Regions from separate parts of the Rattus norvegicus genome. Here region 2 is linked to region 1. A link is a contact called in public Hi-C data. All regions are on one chromosome and are shown on one strand. The core of a region is the stretch at or near the end of the contact, and the rest is flanking DNA. Distances in the headings are between cores, read along the strand shown. Region 1 overlaps Tspan9 (tetraspanin 9). Region 2 has its middle 56 kb from the start of Tspan9.

The links. A called contact is a pair of places that touch in the nucleus more often than the background predicts.
Region 2: a Hi-C map of the A7r5 cell line shows a contact between it and region 1, with 7 times the contacts expected there. The contact joins two enhancer-like sites. A contact is called at or near these places in 9 of 12 Hi-C or Micro-C datasets (the A7r5 cell line, the Rat2 cell line, Schwann cells and 5 more) and 1 of 1 datasets of contacts at active chromatin or transcription factors (oligodendrocytes).

What each region holds. Positions count from the first base shown.
Region 1 is chr4:162,510,524-162,514,939 of GRCr8, forward strand. All of the region lies in intron 1 of Tspan9 (tetraspanin 9), which reads right to left. Among named protein-coding and RNA genes, the nearest start is that of Tspan9, 61 kb to the right of the region's middle. Within about 2 kb of position 2,193, at least 8 of the 93 cell types and tissues checked have an H3K27ac peak or open chromatin away from gene starts, as enhancers often do. A contact at or near this core is called in the A7r5 cell line, where this site is marked.
Region 2 is chr4:162,627,647-162,632,256 of GRCr8, forward strand. It overlaps a transcript of Tspan9 not described here. Among named protein-coding and RNA genes, the nearest start is that of Tspan9, 56 kb to the left of the region's middle. Within about 2 kb of position 2,580, at least 22 of the 93 cell types and tissues checked have an H3K27ac peak or open chromatin away from gene starts, as enhancers often do. A contact at or near this core is called in the A7r5 cell line, where this site is marked.

The DNA of each region.
Region 1 (4,416 bases), core at 943-3,442:
TGAAAACAGGAAACCAGCTCTAAAGTCAGAGTACCAGGGCCAGGGTGAGGCAGGAGGGGGGGAGGGAACCACCCCATCCCTGTGGTGGGTACCATTCAGGAAACATAAGGCCTTGGTGGCTAGGCCAAGGCAAGGTACCAGCGAGCTTAGTAAGTGGCATTCGAGAAAATTCCCTTCTAAAAACAGAGGGTTGTCTCAGCTGAGATGACCGAGCGGCCATAGAATCGGAGACTGAAGAATCTAGGGCGAGGCCGAGTGACTCAGGAATATCAGGATCCAGCCAATACACGCTCCGAGGAAGAGGTCTTCAGCCTCCTCTAGCGGTCCAGGACTGGTTGGAACCTGTCTCTAATCAGCAAGCTAAAGAGGCTTCTAAGTTGCAAACTTCCTCTGTAGCTCATTCAAACAGGGCCTTTCATTTCAGGGCTGCAAGGAAACCCACAGAGGACTTGACAAGACAAACCCCTAACCTAAAGTCTGCACCCAGCCCATCAAGGCTGGGCTTAGGTCTGTTCTGTTCAGGATAAATCTTCATGATCTAGAACGGTGCCCCGGCCTTGTCCATGCATTGCAGCCATCTGGACCTTGCCCTGGTCCTGCAAAAGGAAAGGTGCAGGCTCCATAAAGGAGACGAGTCCTTCAGCCTGCCTCAGGCTTTCTAGTCTCCTAGAAACTTACCTGGCACATGTCTAGCAGGTAAAGTGAGACCCCAAAAGGAATGTGGACACAACCAAGCTAGTCCTGCGACCAAATTCCCCACACTGTTAGCCACATATTAGCTGCTGAATCTCATCTTCAGGTAGCTTTAGACTGATGGCTCGTTTCTGCCTCCAGGTAGGACATTCACACAGAAACCCCATTTCTCCAGGCCATGGCTGCTCCAAATTCACCTCTGTCTGGTGACTCTACATCACCTCCACCATCCAGCCTTTCACAAGGGAAAGGCAGGCCCTCCCAGGGTGGACTGATCCAGGCCAAGGTCATGAATTCATCCTAGCCCCAACCCCAGGCTTCTGTCACAAAAAACATAGCTCCTTTTGAGGACCAGATTCATAGTTTTCCATTGTTCTTCCACTGCAGGGCCCAGAAAATACTTGGAACACTGAATGCTTTGGGAACTGAACTGGTGAGTGGGTGGGTGGGCAGTTGAGTGGTCAAGAGGCCTGAGCAAGGCACAGCTCAGGAACAGGGGTACATGCACACCACTCAAAAAAGAAGCTCCCTATATACCCTGTCCTCTCCACTTTGGGAAGCTCCAGTATCCCCTCAGCAGCTCCTGACATGGCTGGGGTGTGCTTGCCTGCCCCAGCCTAACACAGCCCTGCACACCACTAACTTTCAGGCCCACTACGTCTTACACCTGAAGAAAGCTGCCCCAGACTCGGGCTTGGATGTGGATTCCAGCAGTGGCCCTGCACCATCCCGGGCCTCCTCAAACCCCCTTGGCCAGCAGAAGACATCAGAACACAAGGGCTCACAGCTGTCCCGGTGCCCAAGACATGATGGCATTTCATCAATTAGCAGATGTGGCAATGAGAAGACAATCGTAGGATTTTAACTGCACCACCTGAGCCGTTGGCGCCTGTAAGAGTCCGCCCGGCCCTGAAAGATGCCGACCTGCTAAGGACTTTGCAGTGGGAGCAGAGAGGGGAGCAGAGAGGATCCGCCAAGGTGGGGGAGGGAGGGGCTGCCACTTTATATGGCAAGCGGCTCTCTTCCCTGCCTCCGAGGGCTCTGCAGCTCATTCATTCTCATGGCCATAAAGAGAGACAGACGGCTGGTGGCTGGTGAGCAGGGGAGCCATGGAGCACGTTTCCAATTCCATACCAAGGGAAAACAGAGGACAAAGTCAGAGACTTCTGCCAAAGTCACTCAGCCAGCAGGAGGATGGTGGCTGTGGAGATTTGCAAGGGCCAGAGGGGAGGCAGCCATGAAGCCCCCCCCCCCCCGATCTGATCTGAGCGTTTGCCTTCAGTATGCATTCTAGTCCCCTCCATGTGACTCCAGGGAAGGAGTCTATTAACTTAGATCCCGCTTCCCTGTGGCTAGCATGCATCACTCCTCATTCCCGAGAAGCTCGCCAAAAACAAGTGTGACAGGCCTTTAAATATTTGAACATGTGTACTTAGTGACGCTCTCTCCCAAGTCTCCTCCCTGCCTAGGAAAGGGCTTCTACATCCTTCACCTCTGAGTCACCCTGTGCTGCTCATCTGTCTCACACTGAAAGTCACTCTAACTGGAGGGGGCTAGCAGAGACAGATACCTCTCCCTCCCACACTTGAAGCTCTACGTTTCTCGAGCCCAGCATAAGCCCCATTGGTTTGACTGGTAGCCTCGGCAGCTTGACCTCCCATTGAGTGTGTGCAGAATTTCAAACTGAATGGAACTATTCCTTGGTCATTCTTCACTGGATGCTGTTTTCCTCACAGGCCTCCAATTTCTTCACAGCTCCACTCCACAGTCCCCACCTTAGAGGTGACAGGGAGATCGCACCCATATTTCTAAGCCTAATTTTCCTCCAAATACACATTGCATAAGGCACCTGCGACCTACAACCCAGTTACATTTTGATGATTCCAGCATAGGCTGGTTCTGTACTGAAGTTAAGAATACTGTGCTTGGTGTGTGTGTGTGTGTGTGTGTGTGTGTGTGTGTGTGTGTTCACACGCACATCTTGAGACTGCTGCTCTTAAATATGACTCCAGAGTGTCAAGTCTCTTCACACACCCTTGTCACCTCTTCCCTAATTTCTCCACAACCCCCTCCCCCTAATTTCTTGACAACCCCTTCCCCCAGTAGAAAGTGAGCCCAGTCATGTTCCAGTACCTATGTGGGGAGGGGAAAAACCACGGCAAGGACAATCCTGCAAGGCCCAAGGACAGTATCATCCTTCACTCTTCTCTGTGTGTTAAGGGCTTAGGCAGAGGCAAAACCCAGTCACCACCTCCCACCTGTGGCTCTAAGGGGCTTGTTGTCCTCTCGGCTCTGGGAGGGTCACAGTCATTGCTGCCTTTGTTGGAGTATGACTCCTCTGATGGGACTTTGGGGGTCTGGCTTTGGCCTTTGGGATCAGCTCCACTTGCTCTTTACATGGGGTTAGTAGGACTCAAGGATGACCCAGTGTGGACAGGAGAATCTGGATCCGCCCTGGGCTTCAAAGACCACTGAAGAGTGCAGCAAGATGCTGTTCCTACAGAGCAAGGGGCAAGGACTACTCGCCACCCACTCTGTGCTGCCCAGCACAGCCCTAAAGTTAGGTTCATCCCCCCAGGAGGAAAGGGCACCTGCCCAGGGCGGCTGCCCCGTTGCACTCTTCCCAGGTCCGTCAGCTTTCTCAGAAGCTAGTGTCTCTCCAGCTGTTGAAATGGCCTCTAGTGTCCTGTGTGGCTGGGCACTAAGATGGGTGGGGGTGCCACACCTGCCCTTCAAACGTGCTCATGACCTGAAAGCATGAAGCTTGAAGAATGGCCCCACGAAGGACAAGGTGATATGTAGCTGGGATGCCAAAGAGCCCCAGATGACACAGAGCCCCTGCCAGCTGTGTAAGGAAGAGTGATCACTCAATAGTCCATAAACATTGATTGCCACTGCTGCCCATCCCACAGCGGCACACTCTGGAAGAAGTGTGCTTTCGTCCCAATCAGGCACCTTCTCGGCCAAGAGCTCTCCCCAGCCTGGTGGTCACCGGCCTCAAATGAGATGGGACTCCGGCAGGGGTCGGGGAGAAGGTACACCAGAATACGCTTGTGATCCTGTGTTCCCGGGCTTTCACCAATCCAACCAGTTAACTGTTGGTTCTTGGCAGCAGCAATCAGGGTCTGGGTCCCCAGACTGAAAGCTTCAGCTCTAGGCCCTAGACAACAGGTACACAATTGCTCTTTGGATCGTCCCCGTAGTTTTGAATACACGGGAGATAACAGGCTAACACAGACAAGGCAAGCCCAGGAGAATGTCCCATGAAGAATGCTGATAAATCAGTCATGGCCTCTAGGTTAGTGCATTAGACTACAATGGCCTTTTGGTGGAGGGGAACTCCGTGACCTCTGGATATGCCAACCCCCCATGCTCAGCAGGAAATAGCATGGTGCCTCAGGCTACCCCAAATCCAGTAACCTACATGGCCATAGGCCTGGCGCTAGGCTAGTGTTTCACGCTAAGGTAGGCTCGGGGGACAGCAGCTCTCACCAGCACTCATCTATACCCAGATAGCCGTGATTTTTACAGCAGGGAAGACCCAGGGATACAGCCTGGAACCACACCTGAGGCACTATCTCCATCCCAAGGTCACTGTGAAGTGGGTGGCCCAAAGGGCTCCAGAGCTTCTGAGGCCTAGGGAAAAGACACTGAGAACACCAACATCTCTGCTGTCCCCATGTTTATTCTGTGATATGCAATGGGGGCAAAAGGCACTCGTGA
Region 2 (4,610 bases), core at 1,330-3,829, 120 kb after region 1:
TGAGCCCCACGTGCCACCTGCAGGAGCCAGAGAGTCATCAGTTGTGAGGGGGAGAAAAGCCACCTGAAGGGTTCAGGGAGTCGAGAGGATCCCTATGGCTAGACATCAGGTTAAGCAGTATGCCAAGAAGCAGCAGGGGGGAAACAGGTGGAGAAACTGCCAGCATCTCCAAGTCACCCCAAGCCAAGAGCCAGGCTGCAGAGAACAGAAGACCCTCCTGCCACCATTTAGAGATGCCATACAGTACGGCTGACCTCTTGGGGGAGTGCTTGGGAAAGAGGAATCTAACTCAGTTCACCCCACACCTGGGTAAAGACTTCTTTCCTCAACCTCAGCCCTGTAGCAGGAGGGAAGAGCGGGCTGAGCCTTACTTCCCTAGGCACTCCCCTGCCCCCACAAAAAGAAAAAGGACCATGAAGTTGAAACCTGAGAAGATGCCAAGGGGCAGCGGGAGGCAATTTACAGCTGGGAAAACTGAGCCCTTGGCCAGATGTGGGCCCTGGGCGGGAGGGGGAGGGCTAATCGCTGTGCCTAAGTGCCTGGAGGGGCTCCCTTCTCAGGTCACCAGCAGCCAGGCCTGGTTCTGAGCTGAGAGCTGGGTGAGAGCAGAGAAGAGTAGAAGGACAGGGCAGTAACCAGGACCTACGTACCTGCATGGCTGGCGACTCAAAGCCATCAACCAGGGCAGGGCATGGGGAGCAGGGTAGAGGGAAGGCAGGCAAAGAGAAGGAACAGAGGGGAGAGGCCAGGAGGAGCTACGCTGGCTACAACAGAGTTAGAGGGCTTCTTCCCTTTCAGGGATCCCTGACATGGTCAGGAGGAACCAGCCAGAGACCTGCTCATTCTTGGCCAGGCCCTAGACTCCACTGCTTCCTGAGCACTGAGGACGTCTATCCGTGATCCATCACAAGTGTGCACACTTCCGGGGCCTCTTGCAGCACCAGACCCCGGAACAAGGGCCAATCTGATACAATCACAATATCAAAGCCAGAAGCCAGAGAACCAGAGAACCTCTCACCACCAACACAGGGCAAATGAAGGACCAGGAGGCCCAGGCCCAGAGAGGGTGAGGGTGATCATGAAAGTCACACAGCCAGTGAGCAGGACAGTCAGGACCCAGATAACCTAATGTTGGGCTCAGAGACCCCAAACTACCCTCCTCACCAGCCCAGGCTAGCACAGTCTGGCTAAGGAAACAAAGCTGCCCACTTCAAGAGCATCTCAGAGGCTGGGAAAGAAAGGGGGGAGAAAGTCAACCCCCCTAAAGAGATGCATGCAAAAATCCCTCTGACAAGTGGTGGAATTATTTCCATTGGAAAAAAAATTAATGAAAAACCCTCCCTTAGCAGACCCCAGGGGTATTTGGCTATAAGCTGATGTAACAGGGAGAAGAGAGGCCAAGGGGAAGGAACCTCCCCATACACACACACCCCAGCATGCCTTGTGCCAGAAGCACAACAGGGAAGCTGCAGCTGGAGTTGGGGGACGCAAGCCAAGCAGGATGTTGGAGCCTTGGAAGGAGGCCTGACACAGCCAAGCTGGCTGGGAGGGAGGGGGCGAGGAAAGCAGAGGCCTTTGAAATGGCAGCACGCAGCGGGCACTCCACTGAGCCCATATGCAGGTAGGCCTGGGGCGGACACAGACCCTGAAGCAAGGCCTGTGGAAGGCAGAGCAGGGGTCTCTGTGACAAAGCTGGCTGCAGACAGAGCCAAGAAGCAGAGAGAGGGGCCTGGGACTCAGGATATCAGGAGGTCAGGACCTGACTCAGGCTCTGAGGACAAACATTGGTGGTTAGGATAGAAGTGTACAAGGAACTTCCTATTGAGCCCTTCACACAGGCGGAGGACCTCTGATAAAGTTCGCATGCCTACACAAGGACCTAGCACCCCAGCCTGGGACCTCAGAAATACCCAGCTTGCAGAGGGCACTGACATGAAGAGTCACAGTCTATGTTCCCAGCATGGACAGTGTCACATGGGGAGGCCACCTGGGAAGGGGTCCCAGAGAGAGCCATTACCACGGATAGGCCTGGGCAGCACCACCAGCTCTATAGGCACCCCACCATACACTATCTTCCCCTACCGGATACCTACGTAGCATCACTGACCAATAGAAAGCTCTGGCAGCTGGGGCCACCTGGTAGCTCCAAAGAGCAACTAGGGAACCCATCCCTGCCTACAGTTTGGGGTATAGATGAGTAGGGTACTTAGAGGTAGTAGGTGGAGGTAGTGACAGATTGTTTCCCCATTTCTGGTATCCTGGTGAGAGTTCTCTTTCACCCACTAACCCTGCCACGTGCAAAGCTGATCATCACAGGAAGAATAAAAAATGCCCCAGCCTCTGGATCAATGGCCAGTTCAGCATTTTATCTTGGAAATGCTGAACATGCCCTTGACCTCTCTGAGCCTCTAGTGCCCAGCATAGGTCTCAAAAGGGCAGCCCAGTCCTTGACACAAATTGTAGGAAAGACATGAGCTCTGAGGCCAGAAAAAACTGCAGTCCCAGAAACAACACCCAGAGTACTAAATGGGTGCTGAACCTGAAATGGGGCGTGGCTTGGCACCCCATGGGACTAGCCTGCACAGATCTAAGGCTACATGTGCCAGGGGCAGCTGGGAGTAGATACTCCGTGAAATCGACAGACTCCGCCCACTTCTGGACTTAAGCTGAGCTTCCAGGGAGTTTGCTATTGCTGTGTGTCCCCTGCTGCTGGAAAGCCTTGACCTTTACTGCTGCTCTCCCCAGGCTAGCCCCTCCCTAGGCTAGCCCCTCCCTCCACGACCAGCACCATCCACCATTCACACAAGCCACCAAGCTGAGGTGTGTGTGGGGAGGGGGCAGTTTCGACTTCCTCAGAGCCCCGTTCTCTGCTTCTGGCCCCCATAGAGCCCTAGAATCATGGCTAGCAAGTACTCTAGTCTACAGCAGGAGCTCCTTTCAAAGGGTTTGGTCACAAGTAGGGTGCTGAAAGACCACTTCCAAACCTGGGACTATGCCCTGAGACAGCCACTTCTCCAAAGTAGACTGCAGCGGCTTCATTTCACTCAGCCTGGCCTCAGGGCCATCCATAAACCCGTGACGTGAGCGATTTGAGACTGAGGCAGAGGGGCACAAGGCCAGAAGAGATTGGATAAAACAACCTGCTGGGGGAAACCAACAGGTTTCCTGCTACCATCTAGTGGCCAGCAGCTGGAAGAGCAGGCACAGAGCAAGGCCACCAAGAAGTCTCCGGGACCATATCCCCCTCCCCACCATGCCTGGACTGAGACCAGGTGAAGTAGAACCTAGGCAGGAGTCGTGGGTGCCAGATAAAAACGTCACAACATCCGCACAAAACAAAAGATGTGCTGGCTGTCCACCCAAGGGCTTAGGAGAAAGGGCAGAAAGGTCGGCATGGCGATGTGGCCTGAACCGGCAGCAAAACAAGATGTCAGTCCTGACCATGGCTACTGTCCTGGGTGGCCTTTCCTCCTCTCCTCCTCCGGTGCCTTGCAGCTGCTTTTCCTGTCACTCGCCCCAGCCAGGCAAACCCCAGGCTGCACACTTGTCCTCATGCAGCCCCTCCCTCCCCATCTGTGCCAGCATGGCTGCCTCTTCCGCACTGCACATCACCTCGCCCATTCTTCCATCCCGGGCCCTAGTCACTGGTTCACCCATCCATCTTTTCTACTTCATCTTCACTAGTGGCCGCCTTCCTGATAGGCAGCTGGCCTCGTAGTGTGGCCTAGACCTCAGATATCCATACTCCTCACCTTGGAAGACTGCGAGCTCAAAAGAGCTAGCTGTCACTGTCCCAAGGCCTCCTTCCTTCTTGTCTTATAGGAGGCCATCTCTCTGCCAGCTTGCCTGTGGGCCTTGAAAGCTGAGCAACCTTCCACTCTAAAGCAGCTATCCTGAGAAAGACTAGGCCCTCAAGAACCTTAGGCTGCCTGGCCCATCCAAGTGACAAGACAGACATAATCTGATCTGATCTGGTTGAGCCCTAAATGTCTGTGTCAAACGCCTGGCAAGTTCCTTCCCCCTAAAACCTTAACATGCCCCCACTTGTACAACAAAGGATCATTACATGGGTCCTTTTGAGGGCAAAATATCTACAAGATTAACTTATACTAAGATATCAGTAACTGGCAACTTGGTATTTGGGTAACTGGGAAGACAGTGCGAATCCATCACCCATTCACTCTGCAAGAAGCAAGCTGTACATGTAAGTGAGGGGTGAGGCTATTTTTAACATTGTGACTTGTTTAGCTCTGTTTTAGCCACAGCATGGGGGATGGAGACTCAAGGTCAATACTGGCTCGCACAAGAAGGAAGGCACTTGCCTGGAGCTTCACCTCCAACAAGGTCAGGGTGGCCAACCTCATGTGACACCCTCTGGGAGCTGCTCCAAGGATCACCTCTCACAATGGCAGAGTTAATACCATTGGTAGCTAAGGAACCAAGACCCAGGACAGTTCTATACTGCAGGGTCAGTGAGTGTCCTGTCAGGAACTGACCAGGGTGGCTAGCCAGTGCCATCCTTCCATCACAGTAGCTATTCAGCAGGTGGCCTTCAGTTCTGCCTCCTCTCATCTCTTCCCCTCCCCTCCCGTCTCCTCTCCTCTCCTCTC